2 separate regions of the Mus musculus genome follow, and region 1 is linked to region 2. The links are chromatin contacts, called in public HiChIP or PLAC-seq maps. All regions are on one chromosome and are shown on one strand. The core of a region is the stretch at or near the end of the contact, and the rest is flanking DNA. Distances in the headings are between cores, read along the strand shown.

Region 1 (3,046 bases), core at 303-2,802, 130 kb before region 2:
TAATTAAAAAAAAAAAAAGAACATTGGCTATTCTTCCAAAGGTCTTGAGTTCAATTCCCAGCACTCACATGGCAGCTTACAACTGTCTATAATTGTTGTTCCATGAAATTCTATGCCTTCTTCTGGTATGCTGATATATACTCAGACAAAGCATTCTTATGCATAATGTGCATAAATAAATAAATCTTTAAAAAAAAAATTCAGGGGCTGGAGAAATGGCTCCACAGTTAAGAGCACTGACTGCTATTCCAGAGGTCCTGAGTTCATTTCCCAGCAACCACATGGTGGCTCACAACCATCTGTAATGGGATCTGATGCTCTCTTCTGGTGTGTTTGAAGAGAGTGACAGGGTACTCACATACATAAATAATATTAAAAAGCCGGGCAGTGGTGGTGCACTCCTTTAATCCCAGCACTCAGGAGGCAGAGGCAGGCGGATTTCTGAGTTCGAGGCCAGCCTGGTCTACAAAGTGAACTCCAGGACAGCCAGGGCTATATAGAGAAACCCTGTGGGGGTGGGGGGGTGTTTCAGATCTCTGGTTATAAGTACCAAATTCATGGGAATAAAATACTCTGTTTTCAGGGGTAAGATCAGCCTGGCCGCAAACTCAGTACAGTGCTGAGAATGACCTTGAACTCCTGTCTACCTGCCTCCACCTCCCAAGTGCTAAAATAAACACACATACACCATACCTGGTTTTATGCGGTGCTGGGAACTGAATTTGGGGTTTTTGGAAAGGCATCATGGCCAAAGGAACTTATAATAGAAAGCACTTAATTGGAGGCTTACCTAGATTTTAGGTTAGTCCATGATCATCATGGTGGAAAGCAGATAGGTATGGCTCTAAAGCAGTAGCTGAGAATTTTACATCCTGGTTCATAGGCAATAGGCAGAGGAAGACATTGAGCCTGACCTAGACTTTTGAAGCCTCAGTGCCTAACCTCAGTAACACACATCCTCCAACAAGTGCACACTTCCCAGCCCTTTCAAACAGTCCAGCATAGGACTAAGCATGTGAATCCGTGGGCCTGTGGGGCCATTTTCATTTGATTACCACACCCTTTGTGAATCTGGATGAGCTGTGGACTTGGGGCTCAAAAGAGGTTGGTTGGTGGTTGGTTGGTTGGTTTGTTTGTTTGTTTTTGAGACACGGTTTCTCTGTGTAGCCCTGCGGTCCTCAAACTTGCTCTGTAGACCAGGCTGGCCTCGAACTCACAGAGATCCACTTGCCTCCGCCTCCACCTCCCAAGTGCTGGGATTAAAAGTGTGTAGCGCAACTGCTTGACAAAAAAGATATTCTTAAACTTAATGAAGCTAAGGTTTTCAACAGTACCCAGACGGCCTTAAGCCAATATTTACATGGAAAGACTCATCAGGAAAAATACCAAGCACAGCTATTAATTACTTCGATTCCTTTCATAAAAGGGCATGAGCTTTAGCTAACAACCTGGGAGGGGTGCCCATGATGGTCAGGTCTCCAGCTGAGAGTGAGAGGCATTGGGACATGATACATCCACCCACCCCCAAGTTCCTACTTTGTCATTGCGTAGCTGGCTTTGGGCAAGTCCTCCCTTTCTGTCTGGGCTTTGCTCTTCTTTTATGTGAAATAAAGCATTGGGCTGGATAGGTTTGTCCCTTCCAGCTCACACATTCTGTGGATCTAGGTGGGGATGACTGTTCACTGCCGGATCATGAAGATCGATATTGAAAAGTTCAGTGCAGACCTGACCTGCCGGACCTCAGACCTCATGGACAGGAACAATGAGTGGAAACTGCCCAAGGACACCTACTATGACTTTGATGCGGAAGCTGCAGACCACAAGCAGGAAGAGGATATGAAACGAAAGCAGCAGCGGACCAGTGAGTGCCCGCACGCGGGTTGCACCCGAGTACAGCTTATACCAGAGACCTAGGCCGCAGAGTTCCTGTGCATAGGCTTAACAGAGCCTGTGCCCAGTTTCAAAGCTTTGGAGCCTAGAGACATGAAAGGCAGGCAGGAGCAGGACTGGAACCCACAGTCTCCCATGTACAGTTTGCTAAATTTCATTTCCTCAAACAGCATAAGAACTGAGGCTAACGCCTCATTGGTATCATGGAATCCAAGCCCAGAAAATCTGACAGTGTCTCAGAATCCCGCGGTGGGTCAAAGCTATCTTTGACTGTCCTATCACCGTCAGTTCCTAACCTGTCACCTGGTCTGTCTCTTCCTGCCTTTTCAGCATACATCAAGCGAGTGATTGCACACCCGTCCTTCCATAACATAAATTTCAAGCAAGCAGAAAAGATGATGGAGACCATGGACCAAGGGGATGTTATCATTCGGCCCAGCAGTAAAGGTGAAAACCATCTGACGGTGACCTGGAAAGTCAGTGCTGGCATCTACCAGCACGTGGACGTGCGGGAAGAGGGCAAGGAGAACGCCTTCAGCCTGGGAGCCACTCTTTGGATCAACAGTGAGGTGGGGCCATGCCGGAACAAGTTCTTCCTGGTTGCTTTCACCTGACAGTAACTTGAACACATCCATATTTTTGTCATGCAGAACAACAGAGCTAGGTAGATTGTAGCATAAGTATTAGCTTTATTTGCCCTATATTTCAATTTTTAAAATAGCCTAGAGACAACTCTTGAAGGAAGGGAAAAAAATGTACACGTATGAGGTCTCTTTATCTATATTCAACAAGGAGAAAGCTGAAGCTCCCCGGTGTTCATAAATACCAGGGGATCATCCCAGTTAGTACTCAAAAGACTATGCTGGCGAACTAGAGTCTGGGATGGAATCAAGCCAGCTGATAAATTCAAGGGACTTGACTTTGCAGTGGGGTGAGATTCAACAAGATCAGGACATCAACCCCTGCCATCTTGTCTCTTGAGGCTGGGTTTGATGAAGGGCTGGAATCTGTGATGTGTGAGGCCTTCTGTTCTTCCCATAGGAATTTGAAGACTTGGATGAGATTGTTGCCCGCTATGTCCAGCCCATGGCTTCCTTTGCTCGAGACCTTCTGAACCACAAATATTACCAGGACTGTAGTGGTGGGGACCGAAAGG
Region 2 (2,701 bases), core at 97-2,596:
TCAGACACTCCAGAAGAGGGTACCAGATCTCGTTACGGATGGTTGTGAGCCACCATGTGGTTGCTGGGATTTGAACTCTGGACCTTCGGAAGAGCAGTCGGGTGCTCTTACCCACTGAGCCATCTCACCAGCCCCCCTTACCCGTTTTTTAAGACAAGTATTCATCCCAGGCTGGCCCTCAATATCCTCATCCTTTGGCCTCCACCTCCTAAATGTTGGGGTTACAGGAACGCTCCATCACATACAGCTACCTGCTTTTTTTTTTCTTCTGCTCATTTTCCTTCAGTAAGATTTAATCTCAGAGCCTCGAGATTTAATCTCGAAAAAAAAAAAAAGCTTTAATCTCAGAGAATAGATAGGAGTTGATATTTAGAGAGGTAAATACAGTCTGCTACTCAACAGGAATGTTTACCACAGAACCACCCTTTAACTGAGGTCTAGACACCAAAAAGGTGCAGACTTCACAAAGCAACCTGTGCTGACTAGTTTTATGATAACTTGACACAAGCTGGTGTCATCTCAGAGGACGGAACCTCGATTGAGAAATTGCCTCCATAAGATTGGGCTGTAGGCATTTTCTTAATTAACTGTTGATATGGGAGGCATTGTGAGTGGTGCCACACCTGGGCTGGTGTTCCTAAATGCTATAAGAAAGCAGGCTGAACAAACCATGAGGAGTAAGCCAGTAAGCAGCATCCCCCTCCACGGTCTCTGCATCTACTCCTGTCTCCAGGTTTCTGCTTGGTTTGAGCTCCTTCCTTGTCTCCCCTCAGTGGATTGTGAGTCTAGACATATAAGCCAAATAAAACCCATTCTTCCCCAAGTAGCTTTTGGTTATGGTGTTTCATCACAGCTATAGTAACCCTAAGACTGCCACGCCCAGCTAAAACACAGCAAAAGAGGAAATAAGAAAGGATCCTGCAGGGTTGAGGCTAGAAAGCACTTAAAAAAGAAAAAGAAAAAAATCTAGTGAAATGAAGCTTAGAGCCCGTTCCCATGCCCACGCCCACTCCTAGCAATAAGAGAGTTTCTCCTCTTAAGCCGCTAAGAGGAGCTTCTGCGGTATGGTGTCCCGAGGAATGTCATTAGGAAGACATGGTTTAAAAGCTCTTTACACAACTTTGGCAGGAGGAGAAATGATGTGTTTGGGAGTCCAAGACGACTGTTATACTCAGGCAGGAAACACAGCACAATTTTGCCTTTCCTTAGCCTTTGGATACCGTCTTTCCCTCCGCCTCCTAGGGTATCCCTTGTTGTAGAATGGAGATTCTGTTTGGGCCGATCTAGCTTTCTTCCACTCGTTGGTCCGTGGGCTTCTCGGTCCAATCGCGTCGCGCTTCTGATCGGTACCAGGGTGCATTGCGGCAAAATGGCTGCCCCCAGGCGGTACTGCGCTGGGCTCGTTCGGGCCTTGTTAGGGGCCCGACAGGTGGGTTCGCATGCAGGGAGGGAATGGCTTGCTCCGCCCGGCTGTCTTCTAGGTAACCAGGCGAGGTGCGTGTCCTGTGTCGTGGGCTCCACTTTCTCTGGTCCCCTCCTGGCCTCGGCCTCTAGTCGTTATGGTCAGGACTCCGCCTTGGACCGTATCCTTGGATTTTCTCAGCCTGACAGTTCGTTGGTTCCGAGCGTCCCCGCGGTGTCGGTGCACAGAGGTAAAGGGTCCAGCTATGTTAGTTACAGGTGTTTGGTTCTATGACATGTTTTGATGTGTAGCCCAAACCAGCTTGGAATTCGGATCTTCCCGCTGCAGCCTCTTAAGTGTTGGGATTACAGGTGTTGGCCATGACCGGCCTCTGATGGTTTTAGCAGTGGAAATCATGTATCGTAAGTAAAATCCCTCTGCCTCTAGAAATAGCAGTTTAACTTCTCATTTAATAAAAAATAAACCTGAGCCCAAGGAGAGGCGAGTGGAGAAGGCTGTCAAAGAGTTTGAAAGTGAGGGTCTGTGAAACAGACGAAGGCTCTTGTTGCTTGACAACCTGAGTTCAGTCCTTGGAACTCATATGGTGGAAACTGAGACCCAGACAGTTTTGCCCTAACTACCATAAGCTCCCACTGACACACAAATAAATAAATATAGCAACATAAAGAGTTTTAGGAATGTGAAGAACCTAGACCCTCTGTTGGTTACAGTCAGTCATTAGTCAAGGCAAAGTTGTCTCCCTCAGTCCTCAATGCCCAGCCTGTGTTTTTTTTTTCTCCCATACAGTTGTCATTTTGAAAAAGAAGTTATTCATAAATAGTTAATGTGATTCCATATTACATATGAAAAAAAAAAAAAACAAGAGACTTAGAGAGTTTAGGTAACCTAATGATCAAGTAAGCTCAAATGCCAAACTATTCTCAAAGTTAAGAATGGGTTGGCTTCTGCCAAGCCATTACCAGGTCCTCAAGTCCTCATCAAGCAGTATAGACCCAATACGTGGATCTTGAGCCCTATCTACTTGGTTTAATCCTAAATTAAGTCAGGCCTTATGGTGCATGCCTGTAGTCCCTACACTGAGGAGGTGGAGGTGGAAGATCTGGAGAAAAATTTCAGCTCTGACTGTGGTACCCTATGCTGCTATGAAGGTACTGCAAAATGTTTCAATCTCTCCTTATGATACTGCATTGCAAGTAACAGTGCCTAGTCTCCTACCAGACTGTAGTCCATGCTTCTTTCAGGGTGACATTGAGACAGAGTTTCACTCTAGACCAGGAT

What was found. HiChIP or PLAC-seq counts read pairs in DNA pulled down with a chosen protein or histone mark.
Region 1: a contact with region 2 is called in an H3K4me3 HiChIP or PLAC-seq map of bone marrow-derived macrophages, with 2.6 times the contacts expected there. The contact joins the enhancer-like site here to the promoter of Eral1 in region 2. A contact is called at or near these places in 7 of 39 promoter capture datasets (the C10 cell line, frontonasal cranial neural crest, liver and 3 more), 3 of 484 Hi-C or Micro-C datasets (the 63-12 cell line, LSK cells and group 2 innate lymphoid cells), 6 of 115 datasets of contacts at active chromatin or transcription factors (the SCID.adh cell line, bone marrow-derived macrophages, effector CD8 T cells and 3 more) and 4 of 9 other capture datasets (adipose tissue, embryonic stem cells, liver and 1 more).

Annotation. Positions count from the first base shown.
Region 1 is chr11:78,212,082-78,215,127 of GRCm38.p6, reverse strand. Supt6 (SPT6, histone chaperone and transcription elongation factor) reads left to right here. Exons shown (of 37, transcript NM_009297.2): 29 at 1,666-1,861; 30 at 2,221-2,459; 31 at 2,932-3,045. Among named protein-coding and RNA genes, the nearest start is that of Proca1, 19 kb to the right of the region's middle. Within about 2 kb of position 1,552, at least 64 of the 459 cell types and tissues checked have an H3K27ac peak or open chromatin away from gene starts, as enhancers often do. A contact at or near this core is called in adipose tissue, bone marrow-derived macrophages, group 2 innate lymphoid cells and 1 more, where this site is marked.
Region 2 is chr11:78,079,028-78,081,728 of GRCm38.p6, reverse strand. It overlaps Eral1 (Era (G-protein)-like 1 (E. coli)), which reads left to right and starts at 1,346. Exons shown (of 10, transcript NM_022313.2): 1 at 1,346-1,652. The coding sequence starts at 1,370.